Linked DNA regions of Sus scrofa: region 1 is linked to region 2. Evidence: chromatin contacts called from public Hi-C data. All regions are on one chromosome and are shown on one strand. The core of a region is the stretch at or near the end of the contact, and the rest is flanking DNA. Distances in the headings are between cores, read along the strand shown. Region 1 holds the start of CCR5 (chemokine (C-C motif) receptor 5). Region 2 has its middle 46 kb from the start of CCR3.

Evidence for each region. Hi-C and Micro-C count contacts between places; a contact is called where the count stands out from the background.
Region 1: a Hi-C map of embryonic fibroblasts shows a contact between it and region 2, with 3 times the contacts expected there. The contact joins the promoter of CCR5 here to the enhancer-like site in region 2. A contact is called at or near these places in 4 of 5 promoter capture datasets (fetal liver, fetal skeletal muscle and liver), 32 of 47 Hi-C or Micro-C datasets (adipocytes, adipose tissue, alveolar macrophages and 17 more) and 2 of 2 datasets of contacts at active chromatin or transcription factors (alveolar macrophages and skeletal muscle).

Annotation. Positions count from the first base shown.
Region 1 is chr13:29,380,552-29,386,728 of Sscrofa11.1, reverse strand. It overlaps CCR5 (chemokine (C-C motif) receptor 5), which reads right to left and starts at 3,393. Exons shown (of 2, transcript NM_001001618.1): 1 at 3,319-3,393; 2 at 1-1,790. The coding sequence starts at 1,779. The coding sequence ends at 721.
Region 2 is chr13:29,295,525-29,301,194 of Sscrofa11.1, reverse strand. No RefSeq gene overlaps it. Among named protein-coding and RNA genes, the nearest start is that of CCR3, 46 kb to the right of the region's middle. Within about 2 kb of position 3,649, at least 2 of the 83 cell types and tissues checked have an H3K27ac peak or open chromatin away from gene starts, as enhancers often do. A contact at or near this core is called in embryonic fibroblasts and omental adipose tissue, where this site is marked.

The DNA of each region.
Region 1 (6,177 bases), core at 2,144-4,643, 86 kb before region 2:
AGCCTCCTCCCTCAGATTGTTGCTGGTCTCCTTGCCTGCATGCTCACCTTTCCAGGTCATCCTTCGGTCATGGAATGAGCCTTCTGCAGCACCGGCCAGGAATCCCTGCTCTGCTCTCAGACTTTGATGAGCAATGCTGTCCAGGTTCCTCGTGGTCTAGCCCCATCCTTCCTCTGCTCCCCCAGCCATCCGTACGTCTGCCCACAGCCAAGCTTCGTCCGTGGCATGAACATCTGCAGAACTTATTAACCACACCTCAGAGGGGAGATCCCACATGGAAGGTGCCATTTCTTAACTGATCATGGGCGTGTCTTTTCTTCCCACGGCAAGAGAAGGGCCTATTTTAAACACATTTGCAACCTGGATGTTACCCTACACAGATAATAAACTCTACAATACTTTCCTCAATTCCTTTTGTTATTCTTGTTCAGGTAACCAAACTCAGCAATTAGCACCTCTCTGAGGATTTTTTGTTACATTGAGCTTCTGCAGTGAAGGCAGAGTTTGCCAATAAATTGACGTATGTGGAAGGGAGGCAAGAAGGTTGCTGTTTCATCAGTGTGTTTTGATTTGGCTTTCTGGAATTGGTGGGCTTGAAATATATAATATACTTGGAGCAGATGCCAAACGGATAGATGAAACTTAAACCCTCTATGACAGTAATTTCCTCTTTAAAAGAACTGTTCCCACCTGTGGTCTGCATCTAGAAACCAAGCCAGGTCACAAGCCGACAGAGATTTCCTGCTCCCCTGTGGACCGTGTGTAAACGGAGCTGACTCGATCTGGAGCCTCTGCCTGGAAGACTGGACAGCCTTTGCAGAAGCGTCTGACGATGTGCTTTCGGAAGAACCCTAAGAGGTAGCTTCGGAACTTCTCCCCGACGAAGGCGTAGATGATGGGGTTGATGCAGCAGTGTGTCATCCCCAGGGTCTCGGTCACCTGCATGGCTTGGTCCAGCCTGTTAGACCCACTGCAGTTATTCAGGCCAAAGAATTCCTGGAAGGTGCTCAGGAGAAGGACGATGTTGTAGGGAGCCCAGAAGAGAAAGTAGACAATCATGATGGCGAAGATGAGCCTCACAGCCTTGTGCTTCTTCTTCTCATTGCGGCACCGAAGCAGGGTTTTGAGGATTCCCGAGTAGCAGACGACCATGACGAGCAGTGGCAGGACCAGCCCCAAGATGACCATCTTTAATGTTTGGAAATTCTTCCAGAAGTGATACTGACTGGATGGAAAGTGAGGGCTGCATGTATAACGAGAACCCTCCTTTTGGGATTTGGTAAAGATGATGCCTGGGAGGGAGGCAAAGATAGCTACCACCCAAGTGACCCCACTCGTCACCACCCCGAAGGTGACCGTCCTGGCTTTTAAAGCGAACACAGCGTGGACGATAGCCAGGTACCTGTCGATTGTCAGGAGGATGATGAAGAAGATTCCAGAAAAGAAGCCTATGAAATAGAACCCTGTCAGAAATTGGCACATTGTATTTCCAAAGACCCACTGGTCTGCAGCATAGTGAGCCCAGAACGGGATGGTGAAGAGGAACAGCAGGTCCGAGATGGCCAGGTTGAGCAGGTAGATGTCAGTCATGCTCTTCAGCTTTTTGCAGTTGATCAGGATGAGGACAACCAGCAAGTTGCCCACAAACCCGAAGATGAACACCAACGAGTAGAGTGGGGGCAGGAGCCGGGCTGCAATTTGTCTCACATTGGTTTTTTGGCAGGGCTCTGACATCCCATAATCAATGTCATAGAAGGGACTCGTCGTTTGATAATCCATTTTGCCAGACCCTATAATAAAGAAGAGACCATTTACAAAGTCCTAGAATGTATTTAGTGATCCACCACGAATGCAAACCATCTCATACACAACTAAGGTTTTAAAAATTGACACATGTATTTCTACTAAGTTCCCTTTTTGGGTCACACAGTGAACTTTTACAGTAAGGGATGGTTTCTCACCAGCTTCTCTGCTCACTGGGTGGAGAACGTCACCTCAGCAGATGAAATCGGTTGTTACACAACCACGTGAGTGAATGAAGCTGTGATGACAATGTCCAGGATCTGACACTGTTTTACAGTCTGTTCTGAAGTTGCCGTTCCCTGGAGTAGGCTTTCACAGAGCACTATCACACGTGTGTTGGAAAGAATGAACAGTTCCCGGGGCACTCTGCATGCCGAGCACTTTTCTGAGCTTCACTTCCACTCACTCAGTGAATCCCCAAGGTGACCCAGCGAAGCAGGTCATGTTATTGTCCTGTTTTGCAAATAAGGCCCTCAGAGCACAGAGAGGATGAGTAGCCCCCGCAAAAACACATAGCGAGGCCACACCTGGTTTTGAACTCAGGCAGCCTGCACTCTTCATCGCTGTGGTCCCCTGTCTTTCACTCCTTGGTGAGAGAACTAAAAGCGGGACCATCAGTCTGGCGCCTCGATGTAGTCAGAATGAAACAGGCAGATGCCCAAGACTTCGAGACGGTCATAGGAGCCAGCAGCTAGCTGTAAAGTCCAGGCTGCCATTCTCAGTTTCTCTGAAGTTTCTTCTATGATTGAGAGCTCCCAAACACACCCCAGAAACGGCCAAGTGGCCAACGTTCCATCTCCCATCCTGCATCCTGGGATAGATAGCTCAGTCCCTTCGCAACCCACTGATTGGCTTGGTCTGTTTGAAGTTCCACTGCTTGCCTGAGAACTCTCTGTGATTAATCCTGGTGAGTCCTGAGATCCCGGTCCCTCAGACTAGGTGGCTGAGAGAAGCACATGGAAAAATCTCACATTCAAATTCTGAGCCAGAAAGAGAATCACTCATGAAATGTGCTGAAAAACTTGATTTGATATTTGTAATTTGATACTAATTTGGCAATTTTCAGGCTTCCTTCTTGGCAAAAAAAAAAAAAAAAAGAAAGAAAGAATGAGACTTAGATCATCTTGGGCACACGTTCAGAGGGCATCCCCTGAAGGAGGTTTTAGTTCTCTTCACCATTCTTACCAGGAGACAATTTCCCAAGGTTTTGGCCGGGAATCATCCTCTCCCTGAAAATCTTTCTTCTGAAAAATGAGGGTTTTTGTTTTTGTTTTTAGGTAGCATTGTTCCCTATAAAGTCTTTCATTCATAATCATGTTTTGTATCTTTTGATGTTATCACAGTCTGAAACTCATTCTAAATTCTAACTTTTTCCTTATCTTAAAGATTACATTTTAAGATAGTTCAATGGGCACCTGGTGTTTCTCTAATGTCTCCTCTGGTTTCCTGTAAAGGCCTTTACTCATCACACAAACCGAGCGAAGTAATAGACAGAGTGGCTGAGAGGTGACTTACCGGGAGAGATTCTTGAAGGGGAACGGATGTCTCAGCTCCTCTGACCAGCTGAGCTGTGCAAATCAAACATATAGACAGCATAAAAGTAGGAAATGCACAGTTTCTTCTGAGACGGGGGGCGGAGTTTTAGCGAATAAGTGTGTTGCAGCACACAAAAATACCCATCAGAGAATAGCCCCCTCCTTTTTTTTTTTTTTTTAAAAGCAGAGCCTTAAATAGACTAGAAAATCTCTGGTCTGAAAGTTTATTCACGAGTTTCCCTGATTACACAATTTCTTTTTGGTTCTCAGTTCATCCTGCGACACAGTCAGTTAGAAAACAGAAAGAATGGAAAGATATTAGAGTGAGATGAATATTCATTTCCATTTGGTCAAGAGCCCTAGTTTTACTGAAAGGAACTGTTGTCCAAGAGGCAGGTGATGTGTATAAGACCACAGGGCTTATCGGGGGAGGCTAGTGGGATGAGAGATGCTGACTCCCTTACTGTTTGTCTTCCAGGAGAGCCAGTTAGAACCAATTTTAAAGTGAAGGGAACACCTCACATTCATCCAGTGCACCCCTTTATCTGCCATCCTGCCATCCCCCCTTGGCTACCACAACTCACATGCATATACTCACCACCCAGTATTGTTTTCCTCTGCAGACTAAAATAACTGGTTGCTTCAGGGTTTTAACTCACCTGTGAGCTAATCATGTGGCCCATCTTCCTCTGGATCAAGCATCCTGGTGCATGTCATTATGAATTTTCACTCTTCCTAATCACCATTTTTGCAGCCCTTCAGGTCAGCAGGCATTTGTGGGTGTCTGTCCTCTCCCAGGGATATAGGCAGCAGAGTTCCTCACTCCAAGGGTACAGTCTTTCTGGAATTTCTTTCTTTTTTTTTTTTTTTACAGCCACAGCTGTGATACCTGGAATTTCTGTGAGAATTTTTCCACATGAAACAGGCAACAAACAGCAGATGAATAGGGTCGGTTCAGGATTCTTCTTCAGTCCTAAATGCGGTCATACCAAGCTTTCTTGGCGTGGTTGGTTACTTATCTGAAAACTTTGGGACTGTTTGTTGACTGCAGAACTGAGAACCTAGCAGAGAGCCAGCCCTGAGCCACAAGAGCGCCCCCTGGGGGCTTCTCTTTCCTCTGCCACAGAATAAGAAGCACTGGCTTGTGATCTGAGGGGACCCCAGACCTGTGGATATTGCCAACACAGGATAGAGCAAGTGGCCTCTTGCTGTCAGATTGCCTGGGCTCCAAGCCCGGCGCTGCCCTCAGCTTTCTTATCTGTGGGATGTGACCATTGATAGTTACCTCATGGGTTTGTTGGGAGGATTCCAACCTGGGTTTGTTGCCTGGAATTTAGCATATAATACACACTCGATAAACACAGATTCTTAGTTACTCACTGGTCCTTTCTTAGATTTATTATATAAAATTCTTATGAAATTGGTTCCCTGGGGTCCTTGTCTGGAGCAGATTAGTGTCGTCAAGCTGGAAGCTGAGAGGGAGAAGCTAATGTCTGGTGCTTACAGAAGAGGGGGACATGACTGCTGGGGAAAGCCAGAAACACACAGAAAAAGCCAGGAGCTTGTAATCACAGTCGGGACAGTGAGTCATGATGGAAATGTTCCAGTCATCCCTGGATGTGTGACTCAAGAGGCAGCGATTGAGAACTGGACTCTAGTCAGGCGTCTGGATTGAACCCCCAGCTTCACTCATTATGACTTGGTTTGAACAAGTTACTGAAACTCTCCAGGCCTTAGTTTGCTTACCTGTAAAATGGGCAAAAAATAAAAAAACCCAAAAAACAAACAAAAAAAACACCCCACAAACCTAACTCAATAGATCTGTGGTGAAGATCAAATGACAGAATGAGTGTAGTGCTTTTCCTAGGTGCCTGCCCTTTGTGGGCTAGTTAAGCAGGGACAGAGTACAAAGTATGCTTGAGGAAGAATGTGAAAAGAGTACAAAACTGGTAGCAAACAAGGGAATATAAAATTTCACAGGAGGTAGGTAACATAAATATAGTTTGGGCTGGCAGAAGAGAAGCCTTGTGTTCACTGGTGATAGACTGGTAGAGCCCTCAGATGCTGATGGACAAGTGATACTTTTCTGTATGTGGCAATAGTTGGCTTGTACTCACTCCACCTTGCGGAACTAGGGCTTGGCCTTGTGGTCTGTGGGTCTGTCATGGGGTGGCTGAGGACTTGAGGGCAGTCACCCCCAGAGGGCAGTGTGGAGTAGCGGAGGAGGCTTGGCGTCCCCCAGACTGTGCTGCTGACTGGCTGTGTGCACTTGGCCAGATACTTCCTCCCTCTCAGCTTCCATTTCCTCATCTGTCAAATGATGTGTGAGACTTGGGGGCCTCAGGGGAGCTCCCTCCTTAAATACAAAATGACTCCATGGCCAAGTTGGTTTGAAACAGACACATTTGGGCAATGCAGAGTGAGGGTTCATAGGCTGACACAAGGAAGCACAGTGTGGCAGAATATGTGACCCCCCCCCTTAGGTCACCTCTCCAGATAAGGGTCCGTCCCAGGGATGCATAGGAAATGAGGACCCTGGAAGGGTCTTCAGCCTTTAACCAGTGAAACATTGCTCTGGATACAACAGCAGCAGCATACCAGTGGTTTATCATGCTGTGACTTAGTTTCACAGTCTCTGCTTCTCTTTTTACATTGACCCTCTCAGTTTCCCAGTTTGCAGGGCTCTGGTTCTGATATTTATGGCATCCAGACTCCCCGTGAGAAATGATCTTTGGATTGGTTTGCCACTCTAGACTTTTATTTTTTTTAATAGAAGTATAGTTGATTTACAATGTTATGTTAATTTAATGTGTTTAACAAAGTGAGTCAGAGATGTATG
Region 2 (5,670 bases), core at 2,400-4,899:
CTGGAGTCGATTGACTTCTCCCCCTACTCCCCATCTGTGTAGCTTTTTTATTATACCTATCACCAATTTTCCACAATGCTCCAATTTGATTTGTCAGTTATTGCCCAACAATAAATTCTCAGAATGATCAAACCCCACACATCTATGTTTTCTCCTCAAGACTTGTCTGGAGTCTCTGCTCTAGGGGTCCTGGAGTTCCCTTTGCCAGTCTCCTGCGTTAAACCTCAAGAAATAGGGACCCTTTATTTCTTGCTTATCCCTCATTTTGATAAAGCATATCTTTTGTCTCTTCCCAAGAAAGCGTAAGTTGGAGGTAAATTTTGAAGTCCTTGCATGTCTGAAAGTACCCGTATGCTACCTTCATATTTGATCAAAAATTTGGCTCTGTATAGATTTCCAGGTTGAGTGTAGCATTTTCTCAAAACTGTACACCTGCCACCCAGTGTCTTGTGGGGCTAACAGTCTCAATATTTGGCACAAGACAATTCACTGATCCTTTTGGTTTGAGTCCAACACTTATCCCTGCCCTCCACTATTTGTTTCTTTGAGTGTGGAGAACCTTGGGTTTATTTACTCTGGAGACACATGAGGGTCTCCTCTGGGGATAGGTACAACAGTCACCTGGCCTGTGCAGGGCAAAAAAGGGTGTGGGACAGCTAACTAGTCCTTTTGCAGACTTTTAACTAACTACCCTGTTTCTTAGCCCTGAGATTCAATCCCGGCTTCCACAGCACTTGGTACCATTGAGTCTCAAAAGTGGCCAGGGTTCTGAAGGGCTCAACTGGCTTATTTCTCATTGTTCTTAGCAAATTCTTTAATAGGCTATCCCACCATTCTATAGGTCCAGATGATTCTAAATGACTGTGGGTTCGTATCAAAATCAAGACCAAGAGGCCACATTGGGCATCAGCCTAAATCCTCTACTTTATTCTGTGAAGTAAACTCCTTGTCTGCAGTTAGGATACTATGATAATTTGTAAGCCCTTCTATGATAATTTGTAAGGCCTTCAGAAGATCTTGGCATGGATGGGGTTAGCAGAGGCATGAAGAATAAGGGAAACATTTCAATTATAGAATATTTAGTCCACTGAGGACAAATCCCATCACCCTCCTTCATGCAGCTGGAAGCTGGCTGGTCTGTTCTGAGCGTGGTGTCGCATTGGTGTTTAGGTTGATTTTTCCTGAAGGAAAATTTGCACACAGTCATGGCAGAAGCCAAGGCTCAACAAGTGGAAGTCTGTGCTTTTAAGTCTGTGCTTTTTCTCCTTTCCTGGACCATTGTTTAATTTGTTTGAGCCCATGGTAAATCATCTGGCTGCCATAGGGAGGGCAATACCATATATTATCAGAGCTTCTTCCAGTGTGAGAGCCTTTTGTTGGACATTCATATGAGATATGTATGTTTTTATCTTTGGGGTGCATTCTAAGAGGTCCATGCTCCTCTACACTTTCTTGACGACAATTTTCAAATCTTATTCCTTCCTTTTTCCTTAACATCTGGCCAGATCATAAGCCACTGTCTAGGAATAGGTGTAGATTCTGACTCTAGATAGTTTTTCTTCCCAGCCACAGCCAAAGTGGGTGACATCATAAACTTATTGAATTCACCACGTGGGAATTCTCCTTTACTGTCCTTTGGGGCCACCCCCGAGAGAGCCTGTGACTGTCACGGTTTATTTCATGCTTATTCAGGCAGGGCCATCTTTCCCTGGCCAGACATGAGTGTTTCCAATCTAAGTCAGCCATTCAGAGGGGACTTCCTCTGAGATCACATGTCCAGATTGAGAGAAAGTGGGCAGGTTGTTGGGATTAGGAATGCTGTGGGTGAACAACCTGCCTGTACTTCCTTTAGAGCGTTCTTGGATTAGATCCTTCCTCTCTCCCTCTCTCTCCATCTCTCCCTCCCTCTCTCTCTATATATATGTTGTGTGTGTGTGTGTGTGTGTGTGTGTGTATACAATATATATATAAAACTTCCACTTTAGGTACAGTGTTCATAGGTCTCCCTACTTTGTGGCTAAGTAGGTCAGATGGCAGTCAGTTCAAAATAAACAACTTGAGTGTCATGGTAACCCAGTGTCCTATAGCTGAACTCTCAGTCTCCTCTGCAGTCCAGTAGCAATCCAGGAGTTGTTTCTTGTGAATGGCAGCTTGGCCTTATTCCATTTTCCTTGGGATTGCTCTCATGTTCCTATCAAGGCTGGGTGCAGGCCCCACCCAGCATCCTGATGTGCTCTGTGCACTGCCCTGCATGACACTTCAGGACAGAGCCACTCGATTTATATTCCTGATATCTTTAGAAATTTCTCTTGCTTTGGACCCCAAAAGTGGAAGCTTTCAGGGTTACTCAGTAATTGGGTAGAACAGGCACACCAATATGGTGTATGCTGCTCCATCATCCAGGAGACCCCTCAGGTGTTGCTATCCCTTTATCAGTGGAATATAAGGAATATGCGGTAGTTTGAAAATATATCTGCACATTCTTTAAGACACTTCCCTTCAAGTCTAATCATCCTGCCCTAGAATGTGGGCTGAAAGTGATACTTCGTAACTTGCGAGGCCAGTTTAGAAAGAGGGAACACCTTCCGCATGCCCTCTTTCTCCTGGGGTGTTTGCCCTTGGAATCCAGACACCATGTTGTGAGGAAACCCAGGTCACGTGGAGAGATCACATGACCAACAGTTCCCGTTAGACCCTAAGCCAACGGGAGCCGCCAACTGCCAGACGTAGAGTGACTGGACCTTCGGACTGTTCCAGCTCCAGCCTTTGAGCCTTCACATTGAGGACCTAGATACCATGGAGCCCACACAAGCTGTTCCCATGGCGCCTTGTCCAAATTCCCGACCTGGAAATGGTAAAGTACTAAGTACTGTTGTTTGAAGCCATTATCTTTGGGGTTAAGTTGTTATGCAGCCATAGATAACCAACACAATGCAGCAACTTGTCCTTCAGAAGTATTTGCTAACCCCTGGTCTAGATGAATACCTACATGCTAATTACCAGGACTGTAATGATTTGCTGCAGCAATGGAACCAAACTTAGAAGGAGAACACACACAGTTAAAGGTACTATCTGATTTAGCTGTAATATTCTACTCTACTAGTTGTAATTGTTCTTCTCTAAGACCCATTGGTTTTTTATGTTCATCAACTGGAGAATTATAAGGAGGTACTCTCATAGGAATTGATATGTCTGCATCTTTCTTCTAATTTTGGACACTGATAGTTGCTCTTTTCCTCATGGGATAGTGTGCTGCTTTTGATTGGGAGGACAAGAGACCTGGAATGGCTTCCGCTTGGACCTTCATCTCATAATAACCTTTCTCTGCTGTCTGAAAGCCAGTGTGGGAATCCCACCCTTTGCTGAGTACATCTGTTCCTGCACTGCTCTTGAGGACTGGTGAAAAAAATCACATGTAGATTCAGGGCCTTTTTGGTCCACAGTGATAAAATGATTCCTTGGATCTTTCAGAAGTAGTGTAATTTACAACTGGCATCCATTTTTTTCCCAGTTAGCATTATTCCAATAAAATTGGCTTTGGGTCCACTTGGAAAAAGCTGGGGCAAAGGTTTTCATGAGTGGCAGTAGTTTAAAGCTCTTCCTCAAAGATGTGTGGTTTCTTTATCATTGAAGAGGCCCTGGTTTTGTGAAATGACTCACTTGTGAGAATTTGGACAGAGGCCACATTCTTTACTAGAGCAATCAGAGGCAGGTCTGATTTTTGCCAGTCCTGAGATTTTCTTGAGTAAGACATTATTTAATTCCCAGGATCTCCATGGTGAATGAACACAGTCAAAGGTTTCAGAGTCAGATTACTCCTTGGGCCCCAGCTCTATCCTTTTCCTTTTGTCTCCCATCATGGCTATACCTGTGTTGTTTCTGGCAGGTAAAACATCCACACTTAATATACTCCCTACCTCACTGAGATCAAGGATTGTATTTCAATTACAGCCCCTCCCATCACCATTCCAGATGACCCTCCATCTCCAGTCTTGTCTCCAAGACAAAAGAGAGAAGGATCTTCTCTCTAGAGAGAAAGAGGGTGGGGTAGATGGGTCAGAAGCCACGTGATAGAGGTAATAACATCCCCATCATCCTTTGGGTTCTTGCAAAGGATCCCTGGCCCTTCCCACTCACCTGCCATCAACCAGCATTTGGTCTAAGTCTGTATGAGACCAATCAGCAAACTCATAGAACCTCAGCCATTGAGTTCAGTGTTTCTGATGAGTGCCCTATGAGTAAATTCAGCCCAATTCAGAATTCTGTTCTGCTCACTCTTTCATTAAGCACTCTCAAAACCCAAAGTTAGATTTTTTATAATATGTATTAAACAATTTCTTTAACTCCTTATGGAAATTAAGGAATTAAAGAAACCCTGATTTTGCATTTTATCTTCTGGGCCATGTTGAATTTGAATCCTGTTTATTAGGTGAGCGACCTTGAGGGATGAGACATGGAGTGAATTGTTAACTTTGTCATGCTAAGGAAAAACGGACTCCTTAGGAAAGAAGGGTGTAGATGACAGTGTGCCAGAGGGCAGTGAGGGCCAGGGTTTCCCAGGTCCTCTGCACACTTCCAGATAGTCTCATTCCCACTGGTTCTTGGTCTGTCTCAATTAGTGCCTTAACATTCATACATGCTCTCTGGCAAATGTGTGAATTCAACTCACATTATGATTAAGACACCTGCCAGTTTGGGCTCTGAATTAGCTTACAATAGTTTTAACCTGGCAACTTCAGGTAACAAGAGTTTTATTTTCATTTTTTTCAAAATGGTCATAGAAAAGCTTTAAGGTTCACTCTGCTGTGAAGATGAAAACCTCAGTATTTGAGTGGTTTTTTTTTCCCCCTTGCTTCAAGTTGCTCAGTGCCTCCAGAAACAGTCATCCTACCCTCTAGTTCTGGCATTTCTCATCCTCTTTAGGTTGGTGAATAGCAAAACCTTCCTGCTGCCTGCCCCCACCCCCTGACCAGGCTCTGTCCTCAGTGGGCACCCAGTGTGAGGCAATAACCTAACTAATTACTTCACCCCTCTTCCCTCGGACTTCCATTTTCCCATTCTGGGACGTGGATATGTGTCTCCTCTGACGCCCACAGCATGCTCTCTAGCATTTCATTTCCACATCAGTTAATCTTGATTTCTAAACCCACCTTCTTCCAAGAATGACTGTATAGGCATGGTTTGGACAGCTCCCAGAATGGGGAAGGAAGGACTGCTGGGCCTCAGGGGGAGGTCAGGGAGCCCCTCTCCAGGCCACAGCCACAGGATCAATCAGCTCTACCCATCCTTGTATGTCTTCATTTGAATTTTCAAGTTCCAGTTGGTCAGGATCCATCACTGTGGGATCAAACAAGTCAAGAGGAACCTAGGAGGAGCCTGGTAATGGCCACTGTAGGAATCATCATGAACCAAGCATCCCCCACCCCATGTTTGTATCTGTAGCAGTGTTACCCCCCCCCCCCCCCCGCAACAGGGTACATCCAAACCTTTCTTAATTCAGGCAGCAAAGTGCCCTTGCTTCCAGACCTCTTGTTTATCATCTGCTGCTTTCCCCTGTCCGCACTGACCATGAGTCTCTACTTCCTGAACACTGTGTATTCAGTCTCAGCTCTTCCTTTGTGTAACCCAGCTTTCCTCAGAGGTATAGCTCCTGTCCTTAGAACCCAGCCT